Regions from separate parts of the Rattus norvegicus genome. Here all the other regions are linked to region 1. The links are chromatin contacts, called in public Hi-C maps. All regions are on one chromosome and are shown on one strand. The core of a region is the stretch at or near the end of the contact, and the rest is flanking DNA. Distances in the headings are between cores, read along the strand shown. Region 1 holds the start of Ube2b (ubiquitin-conjugating enzyme E2B). Region 2 has its middle 24 kb from the start of Vdac1. Region 3 has its middle 45 kb from the start of Sar1b. Region 4 holds the start of Jade2 (jade family PHD finger 2).

What was found. Hi-C and Micro-C count contacts between places; a contact is called where the count stands out from the background.
Region 2: a contact with region 1 is called in a Hi-C map of the A7r5 cell line, with 4 times the contacts expected there. The contact joins the enhancer-like site here to the promoter of Ube2b in region 1. A contact is called at or near these places in 2 of 12 Hi-C or Micro-C datasets (the A7r5 cell line and mammary epithelial cells).
Region 3: a Hi-C map of liver shows a contact between it and region 1, with 2.4 times the contacts expected there. The contact joins the enhancer-like site here to the promoter of Ube2b in region 1. A contact is called at or near these places in 2 of 12 Hi-C or Micro-C datasets (frontal cortex and liver) and 1 of 1 datasets of contacts at active chromatin or transcription factors (oligodendrocytes).
Region 4: a Hi-C map of liver shows a contact between it and region 1, with 3 times the contacts expected there. The contact joins the promoter of Jade2 here to the promoter of Ube2b in region 1. A contact is called at or near these places in 4 of 12 Hi-C or Micro-C datasets (frontal cortex, kidney and liver) and 1 of 1 datasets of contacts at active chromatin or transcription factors (oligodendrocytes).

Annotation. Positions count from the first base shown.
Region 1 is chr10:36,762,648-36,765,215 of GRCr8, forward strand. Ube2b (ubiquitin-conjugating enzyme E2B) reads right to left here and starts at 1,296. Exons shown (of 6, transcript NM_031138.2): 1 at 1,152-1,296. The coding sequence starts at 1,195. It also overlaps a transcript of Cdkl3 not described here.
Region 2 is chr10:37,007,849-37,010,416 of GRCr8, forward strand. No RefSeq gene overlaps it. Among named protein-coding and RNA genes, the nearest start is that of Vdac1, 24 kb to the right of the region's middle. Within about 2 kb of position 1,288, at least 19 of the 93 cell types and tissues checked have an H3K27ac peak or open chromatin away from gene starts, as enhancers often do. A contact at or near this core is called in the A7r5 cell line, where this site is marked.
Region 3 is chr10:36,569,368-36,571,935 of GRCr8, forward strand. No RefSeq gene overlaps it. Among named protein-coding and RNA genes, the nearest start is that of Sar1b, 45 kb to the left of the region's middle. Within about 2 kb of position 1,299, at least 14 of the 93 cell types and tissues checked have an H3K27ac peak or open chromatin away from gene starts, as enhancers often do. A contact at or near this core is called in liver, where this site is marked.
Region 4 is chr10:36,622,427-36,624,994 of GRCr8, forward strand. It overlaps Jade2 (jade family PHD finger 2), which reads right to left and starts at 1,283. Exons shown (of 12, transcript NM_001106998.3): 1 at 942-1,283.

The DNA of each region.
Region 1 (2,568 bases), core at 46-2,545:
CCACATTAAAAAACAAACAAACAAACAAACAAACAAAAAACCTCAAGCAGATTATGCCACTAACAGGGCTGAGAGGAACGAACTTACTGCCTGATTCCTCAATTTTAAGTGGCTAAAATCAGCAACGAATTAAATGAAGCTGTCCAAGGCCCAAGACCTCCAAATGCCCCAGACAGGGCTTTATAAAGGCAAAGTCGAGCAGTTGCTTCCTGAGAGGCAAATCTAAGTTTTTATAGTACAGATCTGTCTCAATCACAGCGGGTCTGCCCAGAAAGAAAACTTAGAGGAGTATCTTGTCGCTGGATTTCAAGTTACGGTTGCTGCACTTGTACGTTTCCAAGGAGAGGTAAACAACTGGAAGAGGAAGGAGAGGTCATTTTCTTCCTTCAAGCCCCTTATTTCCTATAAACTCCTATTTTCCAAAAGGAGGCCCAGGTGGAGTATCAGATTAGCTCCAGTGTGACGGAAGGCATTTCCCAGGCCGGGGAGGCTATAGATAGGCCTTTATTCGGCAGCCAGATCTTAGTTCCAGAAGGCACTGGCAGCGGAGTGGCTAGCTCCAGGTCCAGGTTTCCCGAGCCAGTTCTCAAGGTCCTTCCAGGTGGGCGGGGGCAGATCGGGTTTCGGGGGATGGGCTAACCACCTCCGGACCTCGCGCAGCAGACCCCACCCTCACCACTGCAGAAAGGGAAAGAGATTTGGGACAGTATTCACCCCAACCCCGCTACAAATAGGAGACCACGGGGCCCTGTAACAAAGCTGGACTGGTCCTCCAGGCGAGGCCAGAACCTCAGGAAAAGCTCCCTAGCACCACCTGCGGAGGGGACACCGCAGGGTGCAGAGGCGGGAGGTGAAGCGTCTGCATTTGGCCTAGGTGGGCCTCTGGGACACCTAGGCCCAGCGATGGCTACCTTCCTACTTTTGGGGGGGGGGGGAGGGCAGGTGGCTATAATACCGAACATCTTTACTCAAACAGAGGGAGGTATGAAGCGAGGGAGTAAGAGTCGCCGGTGAGCCGGGGCTGCCGTGGGTCCCGCAGGCCCACTGCCCCCCTCCTCAGGGTCACCGGGGGAGGATATCCCGGATCCCCGCCCTACAGTCCATAGCTTCGGGAAGAGGCCGTCATATTGGGCTAAGACGAGGGCCCTTACCGCTTGAAATCCCGCATGAGCCTCCTACGGGCCGGGGTCGACATGCTCCGCAGCTGCCCCGCGGTCAGTCTGAAAGAAAAGAGTCCCGTTCGGCCCCCCCACCCCCCGGCGCAGCGGCCGAATCACTGTGGGTCGCCGCCGCCACCGAGACTGCACAAACAACCCTGCAATGACGTCTCCCTCCGCCGCCTCCAGATCCCTCCGCCCTCCGCCAGTACCACCGCTGGGAGGAGGGGAGAGGGGGCGGGGCGAGCGGGCGCGCGCGCGACCCTGGAGGCGCAGGAGGCCGTCTTCGGGGCTTCTTGGCTGTGAGGAACTATGGAAGGTCCTCTCCGTGCCCAGGCTGGACACGGGCCGGCCCGACCGCGCCGGAGCCCACACGCTACCTTGCCTCGCTCCCCCCGTCGCTAGTTTCAAGTTCGGCCGGACGGGGAGAGAGGTGCATCCGGAGCCTGAGATTTCGGGGAGAGGAGGTGGGATGACGTCAGGTCACGTGACCGCTAGCGGCGTTGTCAACAATCCACCCCTGAGGGGGAGGGAGCGAAGTATCTAGAACCACGTGTGCCTGTGACGCCATCAGAACAAGTCACGTGACGGCCTAGCCTGGCTCTTGGTTTCAGGTCTCACAAAGCAGGTCCTTGAGTTTAAGGAGTTGACACCTCTAGTCATACATTATTCTTTTGGTCCCAAGTACTGGGACTTTGCATAAGGAGACATTGTGGAAGAAGCCACTTGGCGTTCTGAGTCTTTAAAACGGAACAAAAAAATCTGGACTTAATTCTGTTTCAAGTGGCTTAGCAACTCTGGCACGTGGGACAGGTACTGAAAGTGTGGCAAAGCCTTGTAATGAACAGCTTTGAATACTATGGTCCGTGCAAATCAGATGGGATTAAGGGCATTTGGATCAATTATAGCCTGTATGGGATTTCCATACTTAAAGTCTATACAGAAATGAGAGTGGAATAGATTGTCCAAGCCTTAAAGACTCCATCTATGGAGTCTTAGAATTGGAATCTGTGATTTTGCCTGCGGTGGGGAACAATTGTATTTCTCAAGAAACGAGTGGGTGTGATTTTTAGGGCATATCAATGGGCTGCTGGTTGTCAAAGAAACCTACCAAAATGATTCAGATCGGGGGAGAGATCATGCAGACATGGGTGGGAGTTATATCTCGAGTCTGAGGTAACTTAGTACAAGCTTTGTACAATAGCAAAGAGGGGCCAAACGGACCGGAAGTGCTCTGTGTGTGTGTGTGTGTGGGGTGATTCTCAGCAGGTTCAGTAGCCTTCACACACACACACACACACACACACACACACACACACACACACCGCCCCGCAAGCTCCTGGAATTCCCAATCTCAGCTTCTAGCACTGATGTTAGTTCTAGGGACCCGAACGGTGGAGTAGATGCGGAA
Region 2 (2,568 bases), core at 38-2,537, 250 kb after region 1:
TCACATTGACCCTAGAGCGGGCTCACAGGAGGGAAGGGGGGAGAATCTGGCATTTCAGTATAGTGAAGAGACTGTGTGGGATCCAGAAGAGCCCCTGCTTTGCTGTTAGAAAGGCACCATCTGCTGCTTTAGCCTTCTTATTTTATTTTACAGGTTATTATTGTGTGTTAGGAAGCACACAAACAATGGGTACCTAGGTTGAGGTCAGGGGACAACTCTGAGGAGTCAGTTCTCTCCTTCCGCTTTTATGTGCATCTTGGGGAATCAAACTCAAGTCACCAGGCCTGAGCAGCAATCGCCTTTATCCTCTGAGCCATCTTGCCGACCCTGCTGCCTCAGCTTTATCATCTCTGAAATGGGCTAATGAAGATATCTCCCTTTGGGGGTGCCGGGAGGACCAGATGAGAATGGGAGTTACTGCTCTGCTCAGTTCCTAAGAACTAAAAAGATGGCAGCCTTTAACAAAAGCCTATTCATCCCCATCCTGGGCCACCAGAGTAAGGAGCTGTTGGTGAGAGTCCTCTGTAGTCTGTTCCCACTGGGGAGTTGAATCCTGCTCCGAGTGGGTTAGTTCCTGGCCCTGATGTGGTCCAAAGCTGTGCTGGTCTTAGTCTGACTTGCTGTGTGTCCTTGAGTAAGTTGCTTTGCCTTTCTAAACTCCAGCAGCCTCATCCTCTCTAGCTTAACTAGCTGGGAAGCTCAAATAAAATTGTGCATTTAAAACCATCTGGCGAGGCCAGGAATCAGCTGGGAGCCACTCTGGTTCAGGCTTTGGAATATCACTCTCAAGGCCACCTGCCAGTTACCATCCTTCCAACTGCTGCTCACAGGTGCCCATGAAGGCTGTCCCCATCAGCCTGTCTCCTACACCCACACTGTGTGGACACCATGGGAGCCCAAGAAGTACTCTAGTCTCTGCTCTACTATGTACACTCTCCTGGAGGCCTGCGTCTCAGAGCTTCCCATTTCACCAGGAAGCTCATATCCAACTGGCCGGATGGACAGGACCTGACTGCACGCCCTGGAGACAGCCTGTGCAAGATGGGCCCAGTCTGTCCCTTGGGGCAGGACACCTAGCCTGGGCCTGTGAACTAAGGGATGGAGATGAATTTGCACCAGGGGCTTGATCCAACCTAATCCATTCCTACCCATGTAAGGAAGTCTGGAGCCATTGAATGGGAAGCCTGGCCCTGTCTGGGCCTAGTCATCCTCAAAGAAATGTTACCTAGGGTGAGTGGCAGCGGCCATGGCTGCAGTCCCTCAGAGTGGTGAGCAGACAGCATTGCTGCTGAGTGCACCCCCGCCCCCGCCCTGCCCTGACTCATCCAGAAAGCACGTGGCCACAGGGGACTCTGTCCCCTTTGCCTTTGGTTTCTGCTCCCCACTCAAACAACCTTGTTTTCAAGTGAAAACCCACAGAGCGCTTTCCCCGGGCTCTGATCCCCGAAACAAACAAAGGATGTTGGTCTGTGTTTTGGTTTGTTTTGAAGCTGCAGAAAAGAGAGGGAAATGGGTCACCTCAGGAACTCCAAGAGTGGTGGCTGAGGGCTGTGTGGTGGCCTCCGTGGTGGTGTCTAGCTCCAGAGGAGGATGGCTTGGCAAGGTCACCCTGGGTGGGCTCTAATCCTCAGGGAATGACTCCCCCACACACACTGGATGCTCTGACCCGAGTGGAGGAACCCTATGGGGCTCAGGAGCACACAGGAAGGCAGCAGGCTGGGATCCTAGGCTAGACTGAGAGACCCTTTGCCCAGTGACATTGAACAAAGCTTGTCTTTCTCTGAAATTCCGTTTCTAGGCTACCAGGCTCAGCTCTGACCCTGAGCTGCAGGGACCCAAGGCCATCGGGAAAGCCCTGTCAGGCCTGAGGGGACTTCCTGCCTCTTTCCACAACTCAGAGGAGGCTCCCACAGCACCTGGGGCCCAGGTTTTATGGCTATGCCCTTGAGGCCTGTGGCTGTTCCTCAGAGGTGTGCAGGTCCTGGAAGCCATGAGGAATAGTCTAGAACCTTTTAGCTTTGACCTTTTTCCTTCTTGCCGGTGCAGCAGCCTGAATGGCAGCCAGCCTCTGAGGGACTTGGTTTTCAAGGAGAGGTCTCAAGTAACCAGGACTAGCCTGAATCTCACTGTGTAGCCAAAGATGAGCTTTCCAGTCTGAACCTACTGTTTCCACCTCCCAAGTGCTGGTGACCCAGGCGTGTACCACCACACAGTTAATCAGCACTGGGGTTTGAACCCAGAGCTTTGTGCGTGTTAGGCAAACACTCTACCAACAGCTGCATCTGCAGACATTTCTTGTTTTGTTTTGACATAGATCTTACCGTGGAGCCCAGGGTGGCCTTGAACTCATGGCGATCCTCCTGCCTCAGCCTCCCTAGTATTAAGGATAAGTCTACCTCAGTGTTCATGCTCAGGTCAAGCCAGTGTGTTTTGGCCGTGTGTGTGTGTGTGTGTGTGTGTGTGTGTGTGTGTGTGTGTCCTTGATCCTTATTGTGAAAGCCATGGCTCCTCTGTTCCAGCAAGCTACACACTCCTTATTTTGCACATTATGTAGGGAGGCTCACAGGT
Region 3 (2,568 bases), core at 49-2,548, 190 kb before region 1:
CTTTTAATTCCAGCACTCGGGAAGCAGAGGCAGACAGCTCTTTTGAGTTCAAGTCCAGCCTGGTCTACAAAGTGAGTTCTGGGACAGCCACGGCTACACAGAGAAACCTTGTTTCCAAAATCAAAAAAGCAAACAAAAAAGAGGGCCCCGCTTCTGCCACATGGGCTCTGATTTCCTCTCTTCAGACGCTCTGACTGCCCATGGCATTCTGTAAATCTTATGGCCTCCAAATACAATCTCTGTCTCAGGGTCCTGTATCATACCTGTGAGAGAATTTTCTCCAGGGGGTTGGGGTGGAGACTAGGACTCGTCTACCCCACTCGCCCTAGGGTCCCACAAACTAGCCAAAGTTGGATTCCACCAAAGGTCAGCCTAGGGAGCCAATGAGTTTACTAAAGTTATCCACAGAGTAAGGGTGAGGGGTCCCACAGGAGTATGGGTGATGGCTTCTGTGGTTGTGTATAGATGGAGCCCCTTTCTTTCAGGCCTTCCAAGCCCCTCCTGAATCCCACAAGGCCACACACACAGTTAGGAAAGAATGCTATGCTATTATGATTAGCTCGAAGAAGTATCTTGGTAGTCAAGTGAGGGTCCAAGAGGAAACTTCAGCCATCAACAAACCCAGCTATACTTTTTATTTTTTTTTAAATAATCTTTTGTGAAGAACCCATCAACATGTCTGAAGGCAGCAGCACTTTGTCTTGGAAAACAATCCTTTACAACGACATCCAAGACCTTTCAGGAGGCAGGAAGATGCTTCTTCAGCAAGGAGTGGCCAGAAGCCGCTGGGGCTGGAGGTGGGAGCTACAGTCTTGGCAGCCCAATCCCCCACACAACTGATACCAGAACCAACGAAACTCCTGGATCCTGCAAATGGCAGTAGGCAACACCCACAGGGGAGGGATGCTTCTTTGATGAGTTACTTTTCTCCCCTAGTTTCCAAAATGCACTTCTCTGGCTGACCTTCTGAGTCTCAAGTTGATCATAGCAGTCAATCCCTTGGGAGAGGGTGGAGGAGGAGGTCCAATCCAGCTTCTTCTGCCTGGCCTGATCTCAGGTTACAAGGTTTCAGGTGCACAGGTTGATCAAGGCTGAGGAAAGCCCGAGCCACTCAGAATGCTGACAGCTGTGTCTCTTTTGGTGCAAGCAGCTGACTGTCACATACACCTCGTCTCTCATTCTCACCAGCTATTTCCAACAAGCCCCTGTCAGGGAACTGCGCAAGGCTAGTACCTGCCCTAACCCCAGACCACAGTTGTCCTGGTTGGGTTACGGACAACTCATAAACAAACAGGGTTGGCTACCAGCTGGGATTCCAGGAAGTACACGCTGGTAAACAAACCCAGTGCCTCTGGGCAACAGCCAGGGTGCCAGCGCTCTCTCTCTCTCAAGACCTTTGGGAAAATCATCATTTTGTCTGCTTTGTAAGAAGGTGATGTTAACCTCCTTTAAAGGGGCTGGGGGAAAAATGTCTCAGCGAGTAGTTAAGGAGTTAGCTCTGCTCTTGTAGATGCTTGGTTCCCAGCATCCACTTGGGGCAGCTTACAACTCTTTGTAAGTCCAGCTCCAGATGATATGAAACCCTGGGTACCCAGTGTACATGTGCTCACACCCACACGTTGATACATACATATGACCAAAAATAAAACAAGTCAGTATTTTAAAAAGGATCTGGCTGTTAGAATGTAGCCCAGACTGCTGCTCAGGCCTCTTTCCAGCAACAGCCTTTCCCTCTCACATATGCCAGTCAGTTCTGGCTAACAGCCTTCCAGATACCCATTTTGCACGCCAGCCAGCTTTGGCTAACAGCCTTCCAGATACCCATTTTGCACCTGGTGACGTGAGTTTATATCCAAGGGGGTGTTGTTGACCCCACATCCTGCTCTCCACCCCTTTCCTGACCCCCGTACGGAAACTTGAGAGTCTTGCAGTAAAACCACTCCCACCCTCAGAAGACTAAGAGACCACGGCCCCCACTTCTTTTTTTTTTTAAAGATTTATTTATTTACTTAATGTATATAAGCACATTGTAGCTGTCTTCAGACACACCCAACCCCACTACAGATGGTTGTGAGCCACCATGTGGTTGCTGGGAATTGAACTCAGGACCTCGGGAAGAGCAGTCGGTGCTCTTAACTGCTGAGCCATCTCTCCAGCCCTAACAATTTCTTTCTTTTTCGGAGCTGGGGACCGAACCCAGGGCCTTGTGCTTGCTAGGCAAGCGATCTACCACTGAGCTAAATCCCCAACCCCCCCACTTCTGCTATGCAGACCCTGATTCCAGTCTTCAGAGTCCCCACCCTGATGTCTGTAGTGCCGTTGTCTGTCTGACTATGGCATAAATGAACTCTTCTAACAAAGTTTGACCTCAGCAATCCACCTCAGCGTCCTTGAATCCACCTCTAGGTGACCTCTTGGCCAACCTGGATAAAAAGGTCCAGGTGGCCATTTAGCAAATGAGGAGACAGCAGCTCAGAAGGACCAGAACGCAGGCCTGCACTTCTCCGGGAGCTTGAGGCCTACACGAGTCTATTTCTAGTGCATCCACACCAGAAATCCACAGTCTTC
Region 4 (2,568 bases), core at 33-2,532, 140 kb before region 1:
AACAAGGGCCACGCCCCCTGCCGTCGCCCCGCGAGCGCGCACCCGCCGCTCCGGCCGTCGCCGGTACATTTCCACTCTCGCAGTGCCTCTCCCCCACCGGACTCCCGCGCAGCACCGGGAAGCTGCTGTCCACTACCCCAATATGCACCCTGGCTGCCGGGGTTGCGCACCCAGCACTCACCTGGGAACGTTGTCCCCCGCCCCTTAAAAAGAAAAAAAAAACTAATTTGTGCAATGCCTCTGAACCCAAGAACCGAGCATGCTGCCCCCGCGTGCAGCTCCCGCGTGCACCCAGCCTGGAAAGGGGGCGCAGGGCGGAGGCGGTGGCCCCCGGAAGGTGTCTAGGACTGGACCGGCTGCACGTGAGCCCAGCGCGGGGTCATGTGCATCGGCTCAGCCCGGTTCGGCACCCGGACGTGCTGCGTATCAACAAAATGAAACTCGGGTAGACAGAAGGGCAGATGGCTCCAGGTTTCCCGTGCCCCGGTGCCCTGCCGCTCGGCCTCCCCACCCCGCACCCCGGTCGCGCCGCAGCCCCTCGGGCCGGCCGGAGCCCGCGAGGCAAGTTGCAGCCCCAGCGCCCCCACCCGCCCGCGCCCCCTCGCCGGCCCAGGGGCGCTTTGCCGCAGTCATTAATAAAGAAGGTCGCCAGGCTCACCCTTCCAAAAGTTGTTGCATGCGCCCCTCTCAGCCTCCCCGCACTGTACTCTTTAAAACACGGCTGACCAACATGCGCAATCTCTCTCCCCAGTGCTGTGCGTCCCCCCCCCCCCCACCCCCCGCGCTGGCTTCCTAGAACAGGCAGCCAGCGAGAGAGGGAGCGAGCGAGCAAGAGAGAGAGGGAGCGAGGAGCACTGGCAGATCTGTTGAAAAAAAAAAAAAGCCCACAAAATAACGCCGTGGAGATGCGCAGGGCCCATCCGCCGGGGGCTGGCTCTTACCTTGCTCCGCGGTGCCCTCCCGAGGGGCGCTGCCCTCGGCTACGCGCCGCGGCGGGGGCCGGCGCGGGAAGGATGCTCCTGAAGCCAGGAGCTCCTGGGGCCGGCGCGGGAGGGCGGGGGGCGCGCATCCATCCGGGGTCGTGGCGAGGGAGGCGACCGGGCCGCAGCGTCCCCCAAGCCCCGCACCCCTGCTGGGAAGATGGTCAGCCCTCCAGTCCAGAGCTGGTGCCACTAGGAGTGGGCGCAAAGTAACTCCATGGACGCTACTCACCCCCCCAAAAAATAGCCTCCAACTGCGATGGCCGCGGTCGGCACCATTCACCAACCCCCGTGTATGTTTCTGTTTCTTTTTAAACCAAGACTTCCTTGTGATCTCTTTAGAGGGGGAAAAAATGTGTTGGGGTGGGGGTGGGGTGGGGGCGGGCAAGAAGAGAGGGAGGGGGAGTAGCCACTTTTTTCTAATTCACTCGGATCTCCGCTCCCGGCACCCCCCTGTCGTGTCCCCCCCCTTCCCAGTTGTTTGGCTCCGGCGACAGTCCCAGGTAGCGTTGCGGCCCCCCCGGGGGGGGTGCCCTGCACGGTCACCCGTCCGCCTGCACGCGGGCCCGGACTCCTCGTGGACTCTGGGGCGCCCCCAGCCCGCCCTGTCCCCAGGGCCGGGCCCGAGCGCCGGCTGAGCCCGTGCAAGTCCCATCAGGTCGGCTCACACTTCACACACTCACACACATACCCCGCCCCTCCACTCGCTCACTCACACTTTCTGCTCACACCCCGCCCCCTTCGCGCCCCAGACCCAGGCGGAGCCCCCCGCAACCTTAAAAAAAAAAAAAGCAAGCTTATACTTAAAAAAATCTTTTGGCGCCATATTAATGACGTACTTAAAATTTGCCATTTCTCCCTGCGTCAAAAAGACGTTTCTTTGCAAATAACAGCCTGGAGGCGACACTCGCGGAGGAAACGAGGCTTGCACGGAGTACCCAGCCCGCCCGCCCCACCCCCAGGGACTCCGGTGCTGGAAGACCCTCGCCCTCCGCCCGGTTTCGGAATCACTGGTTTTAAAATCGAAATCGAATAAATCGCGTGGCGTTTTTTGCAGCGCCAGAAGTGAGCAGAAAGTGCAGGCAGGAGTGCAGGGGAGGGGCGCGCATGGGGCTGGGGGAGGGGGCGCGGTCCTCCTTCCCCCCACCCACACCAAATGCAAACTAGCATCCTAGGTAGGGAAAGTTGAAATTGTGGGCGACCTCCGGAAGAGAGGGGCAGTCCTTAGAGGGGGGTCCCTTCTTGGGCTCGTTGCCCCCTCCCCCTCGCGGGTGCCTCCTGGCGCCCGGTGCTGCCCTGCATTTCCGGGGGGGGGGGGTGAGGCGCACTGTGATGGGTGGGTGGCTAGCAGGGTGGCAACATGTCCTAGCCTCAGGAGGAGTTTGCCCCCGGGTACCCCCTTTCTCCTGCCTCGTGCTTTTTATAACCGCAAAGGGTTAAAAACCGAGGGGCAACTTCCCTGGGTTGGTACTTGGCAGAGAAGCGGGGCGCCCCTCTCCCCACCCTCTCCTTCTCGCCCCTCCTCCTCCGACTCCACTTCCCGACTTGACCTTGTGGTGCACAAACAGTGCTCTCCAATCCTCGCAGT